Regions from separate parts of the Oryctolagus cuniculus genome. Here region 1 is linked to region 2. Evidence: chromatin contacts called from public Micro-C data. All regions are on one chromosome and are shown on one strand. Each heading gives the region's core, a stretch centred on a gene start, on an enhancer-like site or on the middle of the called end of the contact. The rest is flanking DNA. Distances are from core to core; before and after follow the strand shown.

Region 1 (2,909 bases), core at 385-2,884, 180 kb after region 2:
AATCCTTTTCCCTCAGGGGAGGGGAAAGCAGGGTAGAGGGAGGAGACAGCGGAAGGCGGGGAGGGGGGCGTTCTACCCGTACCAAGCCAGAAGGCCAGGGTCTGAGGGAGCCGCCGGCCCTGGTGTGCCGGGGAAGGGCCGGCTGCAGCTCTACGGCGTCTGGCTGGATCTGAGTCCTTGCCTTGTGGTCCGGGTATTGTCTACCCTGCCGACCCCAGAGACCCCCGCTCAGACCCCTGGAGCCAGCAAGTCTCAGACACAGGAGAGCCAGTGGAGGAAGTGCTGTTAGGCTGCTGTTCTTGAGCTGCGGCAGGTGGGACTGTGGGCCTGCGTTAGGTTGCAGAAGGAGAGTATTTGTGTTTTTCTTGCTCCTGACATTAGGTCATGGCTCTCACCTTTTGTGTCCCCTCACCTGTCCAGGTGAGCAGCAGGGCAGTGTGCAAAAGCTGGGACACACTGTTCCTTGTCCCGTTCGCAGCAGGCCGGCCCCCAGCACCATCCCCACCCGGGGGGGGGGGGGGGGGGCGCTGGGAAGACAGAGGCTGGAGCCCCTCTAAGCTCTCCGTGTCAGCTCTCCGTCCCTTGTCGTTTGGGCTCGTGGGCTTTTCCTCCCCAGGACACGGACGAGGCTGCTGCTTTCCCTCCCTGGGAGTGCTGGTGGCCTTGGGCCTCTGTGACCCTTCAGTGGCATCTCCCCAGACTGTGGTGTGGAAACAGACTCAGCCTGCGGGTCCCGGAGGCCTGGAGGCCGCTGCTCCTGTGGACAGAGCATGTTCACGCCTCTCCTGGCTCCCGTCCGACTGCTCCCGCCCTCCCTCCCGCGTTGCTGATCAAAGGAACACCTGGCGTCCACACCTGGACCGTCTGATTGTTTTATTTTGGAGTTGGTGTATATCATGAAGCCTTGCTGAACTAAGTTTTGTGTGTATATATTTAAAAACAAATCCGTGTTTAACTAAAAAGACCTATGTACGTAATCCTGTAACTCTGCGGGTGGCACTTGGTAGGTAGTGATTAACTGTGAATAATAAACGTACAATGAATTCTTCATTCTGCTTCTTTTTGCTCCCCCTTGCTTCATTTTATGTAAAAATTTGGAAACTGCGTAAGGTGTAAGGTCAGGCAGTCGGGGCCTCTCGGGAGTGATGCCAGCCCTGTCACTGTGGCGTGGTGGGTTGAGCCTCCACCTGCCACGCCGGCATCCCAACTGGGCTGCTCCAGTTCTATCCAGCTCCCTGCTGATGGCCCAGGAAGCAGTGGAAGATGGCCCAAGTGCTTGGGCCCCTGCACCCGTGTAGCAGACCCAGAAAAAGCTCCTGGCTCCTGGCTTCGGATTGGCCCATCTCCTGCCGTTGCAGCCATTTGGGGAGTGAACGCGCAGATGGAAGACCTCTCGCTGTCCTCTGTAACTCTGCCTTTTCAAGTAAATAAATCTTTAAAAAAAAGATTTTGGGAAAGCTAGTTAACAGTGCAGACTCAGGACAGTTTGGTTGAGGTGCAGGGAGGAGTCCTTGGTGCTGCTGGTGTGGACAAGCCGCAGGCCACCCTCAAGAAGCCGGCGTAGAGCGACAGAGAGCTCGGCTGTTGGTTCTGCACTTCCTCTCTGTTGAAGGAGAGGACGGACACCTGGGAGGAAGGGGCTCCCAGCAGCTCGGCCTGAGACGTGCCTCCCCGCAGGCTGCTCAGGGTGAGGCCTGTTGGACCACACGAAGCTCTGCCTACAGTAGACCAGACAGACATGAAAAAGAAATCCAAGGAATTTCTGCAAGTGTTCTCATCTAGTTTGGGTTTTTTGTTCGTTCTTGTTTTTTTGTTGTTGTTGTTTTGTTTTTAAGCTATTTGAGAGGCAAAGAGCTTCCATCTGCTTGTCCACTCCCCGAATGCCCCAACAGCCAGGGCTGGCCAGGCCAAGGGCAGCAAGCGGAAACTCCCTGGCGGGTCTCCCGTGGGAGGAACAGGAACTTGCCCTGGAGCCATCGTCTGCTTTCCGGGTTGTGCATCAGGAAGCTGGAGTGGCGGCTGAGCGGCTGCGACTGGAACCAGCACCTCCAAGGAGGAGTGGGGCTGCTCCTGCACCACCACGCCGCCCGCCTCTGGTTCCTGAGCGAACCTCAGGCGCCACCCAGATGGCTCCGCTGCTGGGCGCTAGAGCCACTGCCCCCCCTGCCCTACAGAAACGTCTGAGGAAGCTGCCAGCCCCTCGGCCCTCTGGGCTGCCGTGAAGCTGAGAGGAGGTCCCCCCATTAAGTGACAACACGGTGTTGTCACTGCGCTGTATCTTGAGACCTCTTGCTCGGTCTCTCCCTGTCGAGTGCGTTAGGTGAACAGGGAAATTGTCATTTGGTCGCAGAGTTCTTGGGGACTGGATGCCCTCCTCATGGATCCGTAATTCCTGGGAAGGAACCTGGAGTCTCCCACATCCCCCAGCATTCCCCTGGCTGCATGTTGAGCCTTGGAATAGCTCCGTGGGGGGGGGGGGGGGGGCAGGTGGCCTGGGGTCGCTCTTACTGAGCTCACTCTAGGGAGGCCCTGCTGGTCGCTGGCGCTCTGACTTGGCAAACTGGGAGCCTGCAGCAGGCTTATCTTCAGACACTCGTGGAGGAGCTGGCACGAGGGCTGCTCGTGTGGCCTTTTAGACAAAGGGCCTGGGCACAGATGGTCTGCTGCCTTTGCCACTCATTCCCCTCGACCTGCTTACGGGTAGGTGCTGAGGCCAAGCCGCTGTGCTTGGTCGAAGTCCCTGAGTAACCAGGGACGGTGGAAGTGGAGTGGAAATACTGCACCTTGAGACGGAGCCCCCGTTCTCTGTCCTGTTTGGCCCTCAAGAAGAGAGGGATGCTTGGGGACATCTGTGTGTTGCTTTGGAAGCTTCTTAAACTTTGTCCCCTTGGTTCCAGGCCAAGCACCGC
Region 2 (2,838 bases), core at 159-2,658:
CCAGCAGGTACAGGGCCTCTTCGGGGTGAAGCCGCTGCCGGCCCTGCTCCGAGAAGCCCATGGTCTGCCAGAATTTACCCTGCGTGGGAGCCGGAGCCAGGGTCACCCAGGGGCCAGGCGGGCGCGGGTCCCCCTGCCCCGGGGCGCCCCGCTCACCGCAGGGGACGTCAGCTCCACGAAGCCCTCTTCCGCTCTCCACTCGGCGGCCACCAAGCTGCCCCTGCCGGGCGGCGGGGACTCGTGGGTCTCGGGCCGCCCGCGAGTGCCCGCGCGCCCTCCCGCCCGCCGCCCGCCCCGGGCGCGCCCGCCCCCTCACACGCGCTCCACGCGCTCCTCGGCCAGCAGTCCCCACAGCTCCTCGCGACACCGGCGCAGGCGCTTGGCCTGGGCCGCCGAGCCGTCGGGGACGAAGTCCTTGGGGCCATGCGACCGCTGGGGCAGCTTCTGGGGCCGCGAGCGGGCGGCGAGCAGTTCCCGGGCGCTGGGGGAGCAGAGGACGCGCCGTCAGCGCCGCGCGGCCGGGGCCCGCGTGCCCCTAGCCGCGCCCGCCCCGCAGCCTGCCCGCCCCACGGCGAACCTCAGCACGCGCCCCGCGGGCACCTCCACGGTCGCGGGCTCCGGCTCCGGCTCCGGCTCCATGCAGCCGCCGAGTGCGCCTGCGCGCGCCCCGCCCCGCGCCGGCACTCCGCGCGGCCCTAGCGCCCGCGGATTCCCCCGCGCCGCCTCCCAGGACCCGCCGGACTCCCGGCTGTGCTGGGTCCTAGCGCCGGCCCGACCCCACGTGCCGGGACTCCCTGGGCTAGGGAGTTGAGCTTGCAGGTTTCTGGGCGCGCAGGACCCCTCGGAGCTCCCTTCGAGTGACACCTGAGCGATGGGCGTCCGGAAGAGCTGCGTGGCTAGTCACACGTGGGACCCTCCCCTCCGCGGCCCTGCGCTGCTCTGGGCAAGTAGGGGAGGGGGCTCCAGGGACCGAGCGCTTTGCAAACCAAGGGTGGTCTGGGGCGGTCCGGGGAGGTTCGGGGTTCTTGCTGGCTCTTGGGCCCCTTTCAGGGGAGCGCTGAGGCCCGTTCCCGCGGGTGGGGGGCGCTGTCCGGCCCACGATGGTGCTGAAGCGCCGCCCCAGTCCTCCTGCGGCACCTCCTCAAGGGTGGGGTCCCCGCGGCCGCCCCGTGGGCCGCGCCGGCACCGTCCGCTAGGTGGCACCATTGCTCCGGCCAGCGGCTGTGGGTCCCCGACTCCGCGCGCGGAGGTCGCCGCGGGAGCCCCCGCGAGGGGCGAGGGGCGTGGAGGAACAGGACTCCCCAAGGAGGGTCCTGCGACCTCGCCGGCCACACCCCGGGCAGCTCCTCCTGGAGTCTGGATCCTACAGCCCCGTGTCGCCCCGGCTGCACAGCCCAGACGCAGCGGCGCGAAGGCTCGCCCCCAGTCCCCCCGCTGCGGTTCACCTGCGCGCATGCGCCGATCCAGCCGGCGCCCCGGGTCCGGACTGGCGCGACGGGGGCGGGGCCGGCGCGCTGGGGGCGGGGCCGCGGGCGCTGACTGACAGCCCGACTGCGCGGCCGGGACGGTCCCTCCGCTCCCGATCCGGCGGGAGGGGGGAGGGGCGGGATTTCCTGCGGGAGGCGCTGAGCCGGCCGTGGCAAAGGAGGAGAAAGGGGGCAGGGGCGCCGCGGGAGCCAGCGTCCCGAGTGCCAGGGGCCGAGCGGGGCCAGCCGGACCCCCGGCGGGGCGGCGGGGGAGAGGTGAGCCTGCGGGACGGGGCTGGGGTCGGCACCCTCGGGGGCGGGCACTAACTAACTTTTCGTGCGGGAGCGGCGGGCGCCCGTGCTCTGCGCGCCCCCCGCGCGCCCCCTCTTTTCCGTCCTCCCGCATCTGCCTCCCGGTGCCTCCCGCCGCTTTGTTCCCGGGGCAGGGCCGGGCTCGGCCGGGGGCTGCGGCGCTGGAGGGGCATTCCGGGGGGCGGGGGAGCCGGCCGGACCCTGGGCACTGCCCGCCGCGCCTTCCCCGCCCTGGCGCGGGCCGCGGGCCCCGAGGCGGGTGCCCTGGGCTTGGGCTCGGCGCGCGTGGGGAGTGAGGGGCTCCCGGCCGGGGCCCCCAGGCCTTCGCGGGTCTCCTGCCGCAAGTCTCTGGCAGCAAACTCGCCGCCACTGAGGAACTGACGTAAGCCTTTCTGCGGAGAAGCCGAGGGTCCGGGCGTCGGGTTCAGGCTGGGGGGTGGGCGCGGGAGCCCCAGGGGCCGGCGGCGCCCGGCTCCGTGTCTGTCCCCAGTCCCAGCTGCTCCCCAGCCCCACACGGGGGTGAGGCTGGGCCAGCAACAGGTGCTGGGAGGCTTCTCAGCCCAGCGTGTAAACCTGCCCCCGGAAATGGGGGAGCCGTAGGGGCCCCCTCCACCCCCTGGGGCTGGACGCCCTGCTGGGAAGGTGAGCCCAGGTAGGGGGGAAGCTGGGGGCAGGCGCGGCTCCCGGGAGTGACCCCTGCCCAGCCCCACCCCCTGGACCAACAGTTGTTTGTGGGTGCTGGTGCCGCGGGCTGCTGGCGTGGCCTGCCCGTGTGTGTCGTGCTGCCAAGGCCCCTCCTGCCCAAGGTTGAGGTGCTGCCAGGTGCCCCAGGGCCACGGTGACTCAGCCTCCCCCTCCCAAATGCCACCTCCCCCCTACACACACTGGGCGGGCATGGCGGCTCCCTTTCCTCTTGGTGTGGCTCGGCCCCTCCTTTCCCGCCGAGGGGCTGCCAGGGTGGGGTTTATATTTTTGCGGGGGGTGGGGTGGGGGGGAGTTCCCCGGCAGTCCTGTCCAGTCTGGCTCAGTCTCTGCCCCGAATCCGGGACCCTTGCAGGCT

What was found. A called contact is a pair of places that touch in the nucleus more often than the background predicts.
Region 1: a contact with region 2 is called in a Micro-C map of ear pinna, with 2.7 times the contacts expected there. The contact joins the enhancer-like site here to the promoter of TSEN54 in region 2. A contact is called at or near these places in 3 of 6 Hi-C or Micro-C datasets (ear pinna, psoas muscle and an unstated tissue).

What each region holds. Positions count from the first base shown.
Region 1 is chr17:5,233,612-5,236,520 of mOryCun1.1, forward strand. No RefSeq gene overlaps it. Among named protein-coding and RNA genes, the nearest start is that of MIF4GD, 22 kb to the right of the region's middle. Within about 2 kb of position 1,635, at least 1 of the 8 cell types and tissues checked has an H3K27ac peak or open chromatin away from gene starts, as enhancers often do. A contact at or near this core is called in ear pinna, where this site is marked.
Region 2 is chr17:5,058,293-5,061,130 of mOryCun1.1, forward strand. TSEN54 (tRNA splicing endonuclease subunit 54) reads right to left here and starts at 1,409. Exons shown (of 11, transcript XM_070060323.1): 1 at 578-1,409; 2 at 317-481; 3 at 157-220; 4 at 1-79. The coding sequence starts at 639. It overlaps CASKIN2 (CASK interacting protein 2), which reads left to right and starts at 1,536. Exons shown (of 18, transcript XM_070060317.1): 1 at 1,536-1,742; 2 at 2,836-2,838.